Regions from separate parts of the Mus musculus genome. Here all the other regions are linked to region 4. The links are chromatin contacts, called in public promoter capture Hi-C maps. All regions are on one chromosome and are shown on one strand. Each heading gives the region's core, a stretch centred on a gene start, on an enhancer-like site or on the middle of the called end of the contact. The rest is flanking DNA. Distances are from core to core; before and after follow the strand shown.

What was found. Promoter capture Hi-C pulls out the DNA fragments that hold promoters and counts their contacts. Capture Hi-C pulls out chosen DNA fragments and counts their contacts.
Region 1: a promoter capture Hi-C map of liver shows a contact between it and region 4, with 2.9 times the contacts expected there. The contact joins the promoter of Zfand2b here to the promoter of Ctdsp1 in region 4. A contact is called at or near these places in 4 of 39 promoter capture datasets (the C10 cell line, liver and pre-B cells), 2 of 115 datasets of contacts at active chromatin or transcription factors (cardiomyocytes and extraembryonic endoderm stem cells) and 1 of 9 other capture datasets (liver).
Region 2: a contact with region 4 is called in a promoter capture Hi-C map of pre-B cells. The contact joins the promoter of Ankzf1 here to the promoter of Ctdsp1 in region 4. A contact is called at or near these places in 2 of 39 promoter capture datasets (liver and pre-B cells) and 1 of 115 datasets of contacts at active chromatin or transcription factors (bone marrow-derived macrophages).
Region 3: a promoter capture Hi-C map of erythroid cells shows a contact between it and region 4, with 7 times the contacts expected there. The contact joins the promoter of Cnppd1 here to the promoter of Ctdsp1 in region 4. A contact is called at or near these places in 4 of 39 promoter capture datasets (the C10 cell line, erythroid cells and liver), 3 of 115 datasets of contacts at active chromatin or transcription factors (the 230-238 cell line, bone marrow-derived dendritic cells and bone marrow-derived macrophages) and 2 of 9 other capture datasets (adipose tissue and liver).
Region 5: a promoter capture Hi-C map of erythroid cells shows a contact between it and region 4, with 6 times the contacts expected there. The contact joins the promoter of Nhej1 here to the promoter of Ctdsp1 in region 4. A contact is called at or near these places in 4 of 39 promoter capture datasets (the C10 cell line, erythroid cells and liver), 1 of 115 datasets of contacts at active chromatin or transcription factors (bone marrow-derived macrophages) and 2 of 9 other capture datasets (adipose tissue and liver).

Annotation. Positions count from the first base shown.
Region 1 is chr1:75,167,207-75,169,906 of GRCm38.p6, forward strand. It overlaps Zfand2b (zinc finger, AN1 type domain 2B), which reads left to right and starts at 1,440. Exons shown (of 10, transcript NM_001159905.1): 1 at 1,440-1,501; 2 at 1,625-1,700; 3 at 1,979-2,073; 4 at 2,294-2,425; 5 at 2,559-2,700. The coding sequence starts at 1,646.
Region 2 is chr1:75,190,783-75,193,482 of GRCm38.p6, forward strand. It overlaps Ankzf1 (ankyrin repeat and zinc finger domain containing 1), which reads left to right and starts at 1,378. Exons shown (of 13, transcript NM_026187.5): 1 at 1,378-1,895. The coding sequence starts at 1,670. It overlaps Atg9a (autophagy related 9A), which reads right to left and starts at 1,228. Exons shown (of 16, transcript NM_001288612.1): 1 at 1,042-1,228; 2 at 41-98.
Region 3 is chr1:75,141,356-75,144,055 of GRCm38.p6, forward strand. It overlaps Cnppd1 (cyclin Pas1/PHO80 domain containing 1), which reads right to left and starts at 1,356. Exons shown (of 10, transcript NM_026977.3): 1 at 1,288-1,356; 2 at 703-1,205; 3 at 61-148. The coding sequence starts at 129. Retreg2 (reticulophagy regulator family member 2) reads left to right here and starts at 1,431. Exons shown (of 9, transcript NM_170755.2): 1 at 1,431-1,773; 2 at 2,014-2,120; 3 at 2,568-2,598. The coding sequence starts at 1,508.
Region 4 is chr1:74,390,177-74,392,876 of GRCm38.p6, forward strand. Ctdsp1 (CTD (carboxy-terminal domain, RNA polymerase II, polypeptide A) small phosphatase 1) reads left to right here and starts at 1,433. Exons shown (of 7, transcript NM_153088.2): 1 at 1,433-1,788. The coding sequence starts at 1,722.
Region 5 is chr1:75,123,929-75,126,628 of GRCm38.p6, forward strand. Nhej1 (non-homologous end joining factor 1) reads right to left here and starts at 1,298. Exons shown (of 9, transcript NM_029342.4): 1 at 1,208-1,298. It overlaps Slc23a3 (solute carrier family 23 (nucleobase transporters), member 3), which reads right to left. Exons shown (of 12, transcript NM_194333.3): 11 at 2,414-2,509; 12 at 1,613-2,090. The coding sequence ends at 1,801.

The DNA of each region.
Region 1 (2,700 bases), core at 190-2,689, 780 kb after region 4:
CTGAGGCTTGTGGCTGATGCTGGGAATCAATCTGGCAGGTTGAGGTTGCTCTTCCTCTTTATTCATTGAGACTAGGCCTCTCAGTCGAACCCAGAGTTTGCTGATATAACACAACCAACAAGCACATGAGTGTGGCAGGCATGTAAGTCGGCAGATGACCCAAGTCAAGGTGTTTGGGTACAGTTAGAGCTGAGAACAGGGCTTCTGCCTGAGGTAGCCAGGAAAGACTGTCTTAATTTCTACCGGTCTTAGAGTGAAAATCAAAGGAAGAGGAGGGGAAAGTTGAGAGGCAGAAACTGGTTTTTTGTTTGTTTGTTTGTTTACTTCACCTGATTACTTGTTTCCACGTCTAGACCTACGGGAAGGTAGAGTGACTACCAATTCCAAGTAGGAGAAGCTGTGTGAGAAGCAAAATGTGCTGAGCCAGGAAGGTCTCAGTCTGTGGTTCCTAAAGGTGTACACCAGTTTAATGACTGCCACTCTTCAAAAAACATTCCAGAACCCCTGAGAATGTGCTAGGCTAGTGTTTTTCAAGTTGAGACATACTAGAAATGTGTTACCATTCCTTCTGGAGCTCCCCTCTGAGTCAGAAGTCCTAGGACCCAGGCATCTGTTTAAAATAGCTATGTAGTGAGTTTCACCTGAGACTGTTGTACTTTAGGTATTATGTGCCAGGCAGGGCCCAGTATGAAACAGGTAGAGCTGATCCTTGACTCTTTGATATATTTTAATTTTATCATTGAAGGGAAGGGTGTGCAGTTCTCTTGGGTTTTTCGTCTTCTCTCCTTTCACTATGGATGTCTCTTTTCACCAGGTAGTCCCCTTTGTGTGGCCGATGCCTCTCTCTCTCTCTCTCTCCCTCCCTCCCTCACCCCCGAGCCTGGGTGTCTCTATGTAGTCTTGGCTGTCCTAGAATTCGATATGTAGACCATGCTGATGTCGAACTCACAAAGATTCACCTGCATCTGCTTTCTGAGTGTTGGGAGTAAAGGCTTGAGACACTGTGCCAGGTTGGTGAACAGCTGATTTCAATGAGGTGACGTGTAAACTGGGATGGAGGGGAGGAGAAGACAGAGCAGGTGTGCTCAGATCATACCGACAAGGGCTAGGGATGTCTTAGAGGGTGAACATCAACACTAAAACCTGGAGAGGAATCTGCACCACTGAGAAACACTGTAACTCCTCACAGAAAAGAGGTAGCCTCGGTCTGGAGAAATGGCTAGAGAAAAGTAAGGTAGTGACGAAGTGAGCAGGCTAAAGGCCGAACTGCTTCCAAACCACCCTTGTCCACCGACACGTCCATCTTTGCCTTCACTGGTTGGTTCTGAAAAAACTCTTCTAAGCTTTACACCCGCTCCCGGGCGTGGCTCAACTCTTCTGGGACTCTCCGCCTGCAATCTACTGTTGCCCGGGATGGACCCGCCCAACGTGATGACGTCAGAGCGCGCGAGCCCTCGGGAGGAGGAGTAGGGGCTGCGGGCCGGCGGACGCTCAGGCTTCGGTAACCTGTGCTGGGCGGGGGAGAGGAAGGGGCGGGGCGGGGAGCCCCCCGGAGTTGCTGTGTTGCGGACGGGGCCCGGAGCGGGAGTCCTTGGCACGCTCAGCTCTCGTTTCTTCCCCGCAGCAGGCCCCGCACGGCCAGGCGATGGAGTTTCCGGACCTCGGGGCTCACTGTTCCGAGCCGAGCTGTCAGCGCTTGGGTGAGGGGCGGAGCACGCGGGAGGCGGGGCCGGACGGCTGGGGCTGGGGACTGCAGGTAGGGCCAGGAGGGTGAGCACTGGAGCTGGAAAGGCCAGGAGGGCGGGGCTCGAAGTTGTGGGCGGAGACTAGGGGCGTGGCCAAATTGATCGTGTACTGTGAAAGAGGTACAGTGTGTTGCAAATAGGGCAGAGTTTTTCCTACCTGAGTAGCAGCTTTGCGCAAGAGGAAAGGACATCTAAGTTTCCTTTGAACCCGCAATCTGACCCATTCTCTGTAGATTTTTTGCCACTCAAGTGCGATGCCTGCTCGGGCATCTTCTGCGCAGACCATGTGGCCTACGCCCAGCATCACTGTGGATCAGCTTACCAAAAGGTGAGGGGGCGATCGTGAGGGTGGCAGGGGTTGGTGTATGGAGAGGAGAGCGGGTGCAGATGCTTTCAGGATCTGTCTATTTTATGTTTTCCCCTCTTAGTTATTGTGTTTCTAAGCCCAGCACTGGGTAACTTTGTTTTTTGTGTATTTGTGAGTGGTATATCCGGGTTCTTTAAGAGATTGCTTGGCTCTCATACTGACTCCTGACCCTTGACTATAGGATATCCAGGTACCTGTGTGCCCTCTCTGTAATGTGCCTGTGCCGGTGGCCAGAGGAGAGCCTCCTGACCGTGCTGTGGGAGAGCACATTGACAGAGACTGTCGTTCTGACCCAGCACAGCAAAAACGCAAGGTAAATAAATAATGGAGGGGTTAGTGAGACAACCCAGCGTAGTATACGGACATCTGCAAACCCAAAAGGCTAGCTCCATGGGGGCCAGAGGAGAAGATGAGTTTCCTAAATAACAAACCCTGTTTCATCTCAGATCTTCACCAATAAGTGTGAACGTTCTGGCTGCCGGCAGCGGGAGATGATGAAACTGACTTGTGATCGCTGTGGCCGAAACTTCTGCATCAAGCACCGTCATCCCCTGGACCATGAATGCTCTGGGGAAGGTCATCAGACCA
Region 2 (2,700 bases), core at 128-2,627, 800 kb after region 4:
TTTTTGTAAACAAAGGTTTAAGATAAGCACATGGTCCTACCAGCTCCATGGACAGTTTCTGCTACACGTCAGTCCTGGGTGCCCTGGTTGGACAGCTGCTGGAGGAAAAGGTGTCAGGCTTCAAAGAATGGAGAGTTGGGACAGAAAAAAATCCAACCCTCCCACCGGTCCAAGCCCCCACTAAGGAGGGCAGAGAGATGGGGAAGAGACACTTTGCCAGTTGTGTCAGATGTCCCCTGTTGTTCTATGTAGAACCATTCATCTACTTTGAGGATACCAGGGAGTAACTAAACTCTCTGACCCAGTGCAGAGTGAGTCAGTACAGGTCCGAATCCAAACAGCCCTTTGGGACTGTTTTACCTCTGGTCTACCTCAACTTTAGAAATCAGACATGCTTTTCGGGGTCCAGAAAACCCCGAATGGGAGTCTTCTCAAGATTTTTCTGGACAATCCCTTCTGCTTCCCTAGCATCAGAGACGTAGGCAGGCATGGCTTTTGGATCAGAATTTTCCAGTCCATGTAGACTCCGGATCCCGCTTGAATAAGTGGGTTCCCTGGGTGCCTAGTGCCAGGTGGGGTCAAGGTGGTATGGTATACTCCCAATCAGTAAAGACTCTGGGGATGGTGGATCTTGGTCCGACCTGGTCCCAGAGGGAGTCCCTTGGTTAATAATAAGAGGTGTGTGCCTCTGGAAACACACTCACCTGGTCAGTGTAGACCCAGGGCCCATGGATCTCCCCAGGAAGGGCCTGTGCCCAGGGGTGTCTGTGGATGGTGGAGGGGTCGAGCCAGATCTACAGCTGAAATCCCTGGTGGGCTGGGATGCCTCCCCAATCCCAGCCACCTAGACCTGAGCACAGGGCGCCCCAGGGTCGCCCGGCCCCAGGCCGGGGGCTAGGCTCCCAACAGCGGACAACCCGGCGCGCGGCCCCGGCGCACGCGCGCTCCCCTGGCCGCGCGCGCCCTCTATCAAAACATTCTAGCTGCGCGCCCCCGGCCCGCCCGCCGCTCCCCTGCCCCCGTTACGCATTACAAGCTCACTTGGGGCTCAGTGGGCATCCCTGGCCAGCTTGGGCCTGGGTCTGGAGATTCCAGTTACCAGCCTCGCGTGTCACCGCAGGAACCGGGATCCAGGGGATTCCAGAAGCCGGGTCTGTTCTGCTGGGCTCTGCCAGACCCGGAGCTCTAGGCCCTCCGTCTGTCATTCACTGTCACCCGCAGCCAGTCTGGCCAATGAAAAAAGTGGGTGGAGACATGGTGGCCAATTCTTAGCCCAGGGGGCAGGACGGAAGGCTGAAGGCGGGTCTTGGAGAGCAGAAGACCAATAGTGTGCTCTACGTGATGAGGGGCTGGGCTACGGGCGCGGCAGTGTGTCCCCTTCGCCTCTCCGTAGCCGCCGAATTGTTGTGGTGTTGCAGAAATCCAGTTTTCGAACGTGGTCTTGCGTGTGGCTCGGCTCTCGGGACATTAGGGGAGGCTTCTGAGGGAGGGTCGAGTGACGAGGCTTGGTGTCGGTGCTAGTAGTTCCGTTGGGTAGACTCTGACTGGTAACTCCTGGACTCGAATTGGGTCTTGGTGCTCTCCATTTCACTCCTGAAGATCCTCACGTATTTACCGCAGAACTGATTTGTGGGAGCGGGTAAAGGCTGAAGGGCATTTCTGCGTGGGGATGGCCAAACCGGCTGGCGATGCGGCAGTAGGATCTCGTTCTGGAGAGTTGTTTCTGCCCTCCGTTTCTTCTTCAGCCACGTCGCCAGCTCCAAGTGCAGCCTCAGCCCCTGCCTCCGTTTCCCTGTTGTCCCTCAACGGGGAAGCTCCACTCATTCGGGGCCTGAGCCTGGTGAGCCAAGCTCCTGGGGAGGCTCTGGCCTGGGCGCCGCGTACTTCCTGTCCAGGTATCCGGGTTGCTTTGGGGTGGACCTATGAGGAACGTCACAGGGTTCCGTGAAGTCTATTAACACGGAAGACTTACATCGTGATTTCCCAATTTAGGAATCCACACTGACTTTATGTTGGTCGGCTTTTTCTTTCCTCAATATATTTCAGCCTTGGGTTGTTTATACAGGGCTGGCCCATAAATTGTCACCATAAAGGTTTCTAGCTATTGTTTATATCTCGTTACATTAATACCACTGCTTTTAAAACACCTTTCCTAGGTCTATTTCAAATCGAAGTAGACTCCAGTCAGATATATTCCCTTTTGCTAAATATAGAATAATTTACTGATTTTCTACACTAGTTTGTCTTCGGCTGTGTTTTCTTGCACTTTTTTAGGTTGTCCACTGCAACTGGGAGTTATAAGATGTGAACATCCATTTAGGAACTGGTTTTATATGGTTAAAAATAAATTTAATCTGGGAGTTGTTAATACCCACCTGTAACCCTAGCACTTAGGAATCTGAGGCAAGAAGGAGACGTGGGACTTTAAGAAAAACCTAGACTGTACAGTGTACAGGTCTGGATTCCATCCCCAGTGCGGCAGAAGTATTTTAGGGCTTACTAGGAAGGGGGCTAAAGGGACCTTTCAGACACTGTGATGTACACCTTTCCTAGGTTTTGGTTAGGTATCAAGATGTGATAAAGACCATTCCTGGACTTGTTTTCCTGGGTGTGTGCTTGCTTAAACTCAGAGAGACCGCTATGTACACCCACAAGTTCACTTTTAAGAGCAAGGGGTTGCCCATTAACCATATCAGTGGG
Region 3 (2,700 bases), core at 106-2,605, 750 kb after region 4:
CTGGAGGAGAACGCCTGGGAGTTCTGACTCCCAGAGGCAGAGAACAGGCGGACCTCTCACCATGAAGTCTTGGAAACCGGTGAGGGAGAAGGCGCCTTCTTCGTCCAGCAGGAGCCCAGTCAGGTCCATCGCACTGTCAGCCGCCACCCTGCGAAGGTGGAGGGAAAGGGAAGGAATCGTAAGTGACCCCAGAGCCGTGCTCACCCGTTGGCCCACCTCTCCCGAAAGGGCCACCGCCCGACTGCGCGCAGCCTCCTCCCTTCTCGCAGGCGGCCGTGGGACGCCTCTTCCTGTTCCGCGTGCGACTGGGCCTCCCGGCGCCCGACGACAGGCGCGGCGCTCACCAGGCGAACCAGGAGGTACGAGGGCCAGCAGTGTTCTCAGCCCGTGCCGCGTTCGCTAGGCGTTTATAAGCTGCGGGAGTGAGTGTCACCGACGAGTCTGCGCGCCCGGCAGGAAGTGCCTCCTGCCTTGCCCAACCTGAGAGCTCCGGGTCTCCGGAGCTATGAGCACCGGGGGCAATTGTAATACGGTTCCCAGGGGACCGCGACACACCAAGGGTGAACGCGCTGACCAGGCTTTGTAGTCGTGGTACAGATAGTAACGAGCCTAACACAAAGGCAACGCGGCGAGTTGTTTCCTGGGTTTTAGGGAAGACGCACTCAATCAGCAATGCCCAGGAAAGATGAACAAGAAACTTACCGTAGGTGGGAGAACTGTGAACAAGGTGGGAGGGAATCTGTTGAATCTTTATGCCCCTTAGAAGTTTGAAACTGTAACACTCGAATACATACTGTATTCTGTATGGTTACTCCAGCAATTAAATGATCTCAAAAGATATAAAGCCTCAATGTACGATGTTAAACAGGTCTCCCCAAAGCAAACAGCGCCTGGATGTTTTATTTCCAAACACTCCTTCCACACAATTTGCGGCTGAGAGATTTTGGGAAGAGAGAGGGCCGACGCTCCAAGAAGGAAGAAACAACTTTTCGAAGTTGGTGAAGCTGCTTTGAAGTCATTAAAGTCACGCGCTGGTGTTTGTTTATCCGCTGAGGGGAGGGGACTGGAGGCGAAGAGGGTTGAGTAATGGGGATGGCACCGCCCTTCCCGATCCCAAGCAGATTGTAGTCAAGATCCTGGGGGCCTGAAAGCCCACTCACTGCCTCTGGGCAGTGCCTCACGCGACAAAGAGGTCTCCAGCCGCCCTGTAAACACCGGGAGAAGACCTCAGGCCTCGCAGCCTCAACGCCCGCCCCGGATCACCCCTCCAGCACCCTGGAAGCACACCTTCGTGGGTGCAGGATCACGACAGCGGCCAACGCGCACGCGCGGGCGTCCCATCCGGGCTGTTAGGGCACGTCACGTGGCATCGCGCTTCATCACGTGACGCTTGACCGCAGGTTTTTTTGCTCGCCCGTGCGTGCGCCCCCTTCCGTCTGACGCGCCCCCGGCGGCGGCCGCGCAGCCCTGGCTCCTCGCGGGCTCGGGCAGCGGCTGCGGCGCGGTGATGGCGAGCAGCGGTGGCGGTAACACCGGCGCGGGTGGCACCTCGGGGCTGGGCCTGGGCCTGGGGCTGAGCCTCGGCATGGGTGAGGCCACTGGCGACGCGGAGGAGGAGGCGGCCGCAGCCGAGGCAGTGGGACGTTTAGCTACGTCCCTGTGGCTGCGGCTCCGCGGCTGGGAGGCGGTGCTGGCGGCCGCACAGCGACTGCTGGTTTGGGAGAAGCCGCTGCACAGCCTGGTCACGGCGGCCACACTCAACGGCCTCTTCTGGTAACGGCCACGGAGGAGGGGGCGGGGCCGGGCTGCGCGGGAGAGCGGGGGCGGGAGGACCGGGTGCTCCCTCCCTTGGAGGGCTGTCAGCGTCTGGGGCGGTGATCCTGCACCAGGTGGCCCCATTTTTTAGTCTCTTAGTGACTGGGTGAGGCTTAGAGGGCCATCTCCCCATCCATGGGTCTTTCTGTGATTTTCGATGGATTTGGGAGCCTCAACTGAGATGCCTGTCTCCCTAAGGTTGTTGTCTTCGTCGTCCCTCCGGCCCTTCTTCCTGCTCAGCATCTCACTTTTGACCTATTTTCTACTGGATCTCTGGCATCCTCGCTTTCTCCCTGACGTTTCAGGTGAGTTTCTTCATTCCACATGCACTGTATGCACCTGCTCCGTGCATCACCCTGCTACTTGAGGGGAGGCACAGGAAGGCCATTTATCTCCTAAGGCATCCTGTATGCCCTTCCATCGTTTTTTTTTTTTTTTTTTTTTTTTTTAAGAAAATTGCCTGAAATGAGAATTGTTTCTTTTCCAAAATTAATGTTCTTGTGAGTTTAGTAGTCAAAACTATATAGCATTTAAAGCTGGGTTCAGAAACAGCATATCGTACACCTTGTAGTTGGTGGGTAAAGGGAATGCTCTGGACTTCACATAGTGGTTCAGGCCTGGAAGCGAGAGACAGAGGGATTACTGAAAAATTGAGACCAAGAATGTTAAAGAGAGGCAGCTCTTTCTGACTTTGGATCTGTCTCTAAGTGCTTCTTGTATTCTTAACTTACCCCACACCCTTTTCTCCATAGCACCACCCCCTGAAGAACCACACTCTGACAGGTGAGTATAGGCCACCTTTTAAAGAAGATGCCCAAATGTGGTCTGCTTGCTGTGCTCAGCTCAAAGAGGAGCAGGGCTGTGGCTTGTGCAGGCATAGGCCCA
Region 4 (2,700 bases), core at 183-2,682:
CAGATCCGGTGACACGTGTGTTTAAAATCTGAACGGTTGCGGTCTCAGGCGCCCAAGGGCGGGCGCTGGGCCCTCCCTCCGCGGGCGTCCCCTGAGCACTCGGGAGCACAGCCAGCCCTAGACGGGGCCCCTCTAATAATCACAGATAGGGGCGGTGGGGTGGGGGTGGAGGGCCTCTAAACAAGGTGGTATTTCTTCTAGTTCGATGGGATTTGGCTCTGCCAAGGACGAAGGGGCACGTTTCAAGCCGAGGGAACAGCACGTACAAGATACAAGGCGCCCTGAGCAGCAGAGGCTCGGCTTCTGCCAGGGTTTGGCAGGGGAAGAGGGCGAGATTTGCTACAGGACAGTCGGTAAAGGTAGGCGCCGAAGTGGACTTTTCAATCCTGGGATGTTCTCGAGACTGCAGGGAATGCTGATAGTTACAGTTGGATCACGAACATAATTTAGGACTGGAGAGGTTCATCAGCCGTTAAGAGAAGTCCCTGCTCATGCAGGCCACCTGAATGAGTTCAGGTGCCAGCACTCAAGGCTAACCACTGCCTCCAACTTCTGCTCCAGGCGATGGCGCCCTCTTCTGGCCATTGAAGGCTCCGGCATTCATACACATACACAAAAATAAAATCAATCTATCTACAATTCCACAATTTGATGAGTTTGCATAACTGGGGCTAGCAAAGAATGCCTTTGGGGGGGGGGAACGGGATATTCACAACGTTAGACAAAAGACCCATTGTAGAGGCGGTGAGAAGGCTTGGGGGTAAAGGTGTCTACTGGCCAGCCTGACTACCTGAGTTTGATGCCTCTCCCAAAGAGAGGAAGAAGAGAACTTCTGATCTCCACTCGTAGAACGTGTATCCTCCTCCACACATAAATATAACTTTAAATTTTTTAGGGGCTGGAAAAATGGCTCAGGGGCACATGTCACTCTTAAAAGGACTCTATTTCCGCTCCTAAGGCCCACACCGGCTATTAACTCCAGTTCCAGGGGGATCTGACGCCCTCGTCCGGCCTCAGAGTGCACTACAAATATGTGGAGTACATACATAAACATATATATTTTTACAGGCCATACACATAAAATATTTCAATTAAAAAAAAAACTAAAACCCATTTTACAGAAAGTTAGCGTCATCCCATTTTCCAGAGGAACAAACGGAGGCAGATCGTGTCAGCACTTTGGAATGCGTGGAGGTGGAGCCCCGACGTCCTCGGGCACTCCCCGACTGGGCGCCTGGGGCGGGCCTCAAGTCCCGGGGCTCGGTGGCCCGCAGCGGCGGGTTACGGCTGTCCGCTCTGCCACGCAGCCGCAGAACGCTCGGTCCGGCCAGCACACCGCAGGAAGAGAGGCGACGCCCCCTGGATCTCCGCAGCAACCCGGCCCGCCTCCCAGCCCGCCGGGCCCCAGAAGTGATGAAAGCTGCGGCGGAGTCCCAGGCGCGCCGAAGCCGTTGCCCTTTTAAGGGGAAGCCTTGAAACGGCGCCCGGGTTCCATGTTTGCATCCGCCTCGCGGGGAGGAAACTCCATGTTGTAACAAAGTTTCCTCCGCGCCCCCTCCCTCCCCCTCCCCCCGAGAACCTGGCTCCCCTCCCCTCCGAAGCTCGCGGGGATCCCTCCCTCCCACCCTCCCCTCCCCCCCGCGCCCCGATTCCGGCCCGAGCCGGGGGGGAGGCCGGGCGCCGGGGCCAGAGTCCGGCCGGAGCGGAGCGCGCCGGGCCCCATGGACAGCTCGGCCGTCATTACTCAGATCAGCAAGGAGGAGGCGCGGGGCCCGCTGCGGGGCAAAGGTAGGCGGGCGGCGGGAGGGCAGAACCGGACTAGGGGCCGTCCCCGCGCTGCGGTCGCTGCCGCTGTCCCGGGCGCGCGCCTCGGCCTGGCCCGGCCCGAGCCCCGGCCAGTGCGGCCGAGAGAGTTTGAACTCCGCGAGAGTCTGAGGCGCTGGGCGGGGCCTGGCGCCACCAGTGCGCTCGAGGCTTCTCGTAGTGGGGAAACTGAGGCAGAAGGCGAGCGAGGGGCTGGCGGGCTCCCGGGCGTCACCCCCTCCCCCAGTTTGGCGCCAATGGGACGAGAAGGTGGGGGTGAGGCGGCCACCCGGCCACCCGCTGAGGCTCCGCCCCCTCCAGGCTGAGGTCTGGAAGGGGTGCCGAGGTGACAGCGGGCTGGGGAGGCTTGCAGGGATCTCCCGCCAACTAACTCACAGCCAGGTTCCCACAAACTCGGGCGTCACGCGTGGAGGTGCAGACGACACCTTCGAAGGCAGAGAGCCCCTAGCCTTGCAAGACAGACTTGGGGGCCTTGTATCCAGCTGGGCACGCGACACCCAGGCTGCAACAGGCTAGGCCGGTTGGCCTCGGGCCTGTGCACGCTTGCACCCACCCTGTAAGGGGTGCTGCCCGCCTATGCGGAGCCCCTAAGGCTCGCAAGAGTGGGGCTCACCCCTCCCTCCCCTGTGTGAATTTCAAGATTGGGAAGTCACTCCGGGTTTGTCCACTGTCCAGTTCCTCGCTCTTTGGGGGTTGGGGGGGGGGTGGCCTGGAGGCAGAAAGGATTAGAGAAGAGGCTTGGTGGGGGTAGGTCTGTCAATTTAGACAGGCCGCTGCAAAGAGACGGGGCGGGGTGAAGGAGGTGGGGCCGGTGGGGCTGACAGCCCTGGGACACTGGCCTCTGGGCCCAGGCTCAATGGGGACTTTGGACTCACT
Region 5 (2,700 bases), core at 48-2,547, 730 kb after region 4:
GTGGTTATTTGCAGCCACCTTGAAACGCTGTGTGTGGAGATGGTTATTTGTATCCTGGGCTGTTCCAACAGGATAAACTGGTCTCAGAATGATTAAAGAGTCTTCACTGGGCAAGAGTTTACACTGGGAAAGATTAGACATACAAATGAAGTTGCCAAACCCTCTAATTTCCCTTATAGGCACATCCTGGCATGCACTCTGAAACTCACCAAAATTGAGCTTATTGGCCTAACTGGTTCCGAAGGTCAAAACCCACAAGTCGATGGTTTTGTCTGAATGGGAGGAAGCTGTTTTAATGTGGCCAGGGACAGCTGGCCCTATAAAAATGTCTAAACATCCAGTCTGGCTGCTCCTACCACTCAGCCTGGTCTTGAGGTAAGTATAACTCAGTGAGTCAGGCATGATGGGGCATGCCTGTAATCCTAGCACACAGGAGGCTGAGGCAGGAGGATCTTGATTTGGAAGCCAACCTGGACAACATAGCAAGAGACTTTCAAAACAAAACAAAGTGGTAGAACGGACTGGGGCCTGAGACTGTTCACAGCATGGAGGGAGAAGGAATCTAAGTCCTCTGGGGTTTGACTCCCCGCCCCACACTCCGCAAATTGGTCTTCCATGATCACGTTAACCAACCTCGCGGGTTTAATTTGTCTTTTAAAGGAGAGACTGTGAAGTTGCACGACATTCTACCACTCGGGTTCCTCTCCCAGGGATAGTTCCTAAAATACCCTGCAGGGGGCAGTAAGGTCCTACAGACCATCTGTCGAGCCCACGCCCTGTGCCACCAAAGAGGGCAAACCTTAGGCCCTGCCGCCAAAGGTCACACGCCCCGCCCTCGAGCGCCCTAGGCGTCCATCTGCCCCCCCAACCCCCGCTAGAACTTTGTCGCCCGCCTCTCATTTTTACAGCATCCGCTGCACACAGTTACGGCTCAGGGCCCCAAAGGGGAACAAAACTAATTCATCCCAGCGGGCCAAACACGAAGCCTGCTAAGGAGGGGCTTCACACGACACACTAAAAGGCAGAGGCCGAAAACGGACTGCGCGTGCGCAGGTCCGCCCACTCCGGGAGGTCCAAAGTCGGGCTGCGCGCGGTCCCTTCTGGGAAAAAGCGCCCGGGTCAGGGGCCACTGCACGAGTTTATCTTTGCTTTTCGGCGTCCGGACAGACCCAGATCTCGGCGCCGACACGAAACCAACCCCACCTACCGTCAACGGCTGCGGGAACTCCCACCCTCCTCAAGGCGGGCCTGTCCTGGTGCGCAAACTGAGAGGCCACCCCCCCACACACAACACACTCAGGAAGGCGGGGTCTTGGGTGTGGGCGGAGCCAGGGCCCTGGTGGGCGGGGCCCGAACCTCACTTGTTAACGCCACTCGCAACTCTGCTGCTTTCCTAATTCCTTTCCTGTTGCCCTAAGTTGAAACGAAATACTACTTCTCTCTTGCCTCTTCATCTTTTTTTTATCTGCTTTACATTTTAGTTACTTATTTAAATCTTAAATGCAGGGAGAGGGCAGGGACCCTGTCGTATTCATATCCGTGGATGTAGGACCTTGCTCATGGCAAAGAGTAAATATTTGAATGCTAGAGTTCATTCAAGAAGCCTTGACAGTTTACAGGCAGAAATCTCATTTATTCAGTTCCAACCCGCTAAACCATGGCCTCTGCTCAAGTCTTAAGAGGAGGAAAGGCAGCCCATTTTGCAAGTGGGCCACATCCACCTCCACTGGGACAAAGTATACAGACTCCAGCAAGGTGGCAGTTACTGCTAAACTAAGACAAAAATGGTGGTCTTGATGATTACTGGGACCTAACCCCTTCTCTGCTAGCTGTGGAGTACGATTCCCCAGAGTTAGGCAACAAGTCGGCTCTCTCTCCTGTTTTAGAGGATCCTCCTTCATCCCCAGAGTCTTCAGGCATTGGACAGAGGCAGTGGAGAGGCTGTGGGATGCAGGAACACAGGTTTCTGATGGGTAAAGGAAGCCCATACTCTTGAGCAGCTTTCCTCCTGGATTGCTGAAGCATTTGAATTTCTTGGGCAGTGAAAGAAGTTGGCAGCCTCTGACCTAAGCCTCTCTCAGCCCGTGTACCTGTAAAAGAGGGGTGATCAGGATGGAGAGATAGCTCTTAGGAGCTGGTACTGCTCTTACAGAGGACCCAAGTTCCAAGTCCCAGCACCCATGCCGGATGGCTCACAACTGCCCGAATCTCCAGGTCTGGGAGGATCTACCATCACTGATCTCTACATTTTATGAATGCAAATATCCAAAGACACACATACACACATATGCATAATTTAAAATGAAAATTAAGGTTTTTTTTTTAAGTGAAAAATAAGTAAAGGTCACTGCCCTGCCCAACCTAGGGAGTAGTGACTACCTAGCCACTCCCCTGGGACCTGGTCTCAACTTACCAGATATAGTGTTTTCTAGGAGAAAGCCCAGTAGACCAGCTAAGAAAATGGGTTCTGCCAGCAAAGAACGAAGAAACATATCCAGGGGGCTCCAGCCTACAAAGGGTTGGGGCCAGGCAGGAAGGTAACTGATACTGTCCCAGGCAATGAGTCTTCCCTTTCAGACGTAAACTGCATCTCAAACCAGGGACACATCTCACTAGGCTGCCATTCCATCCCATCTACCTTTTCCCTCTACACACTCCATTCCCCACACTCAGGCCCTGCCCAGATTCCTTTCTCAGCAC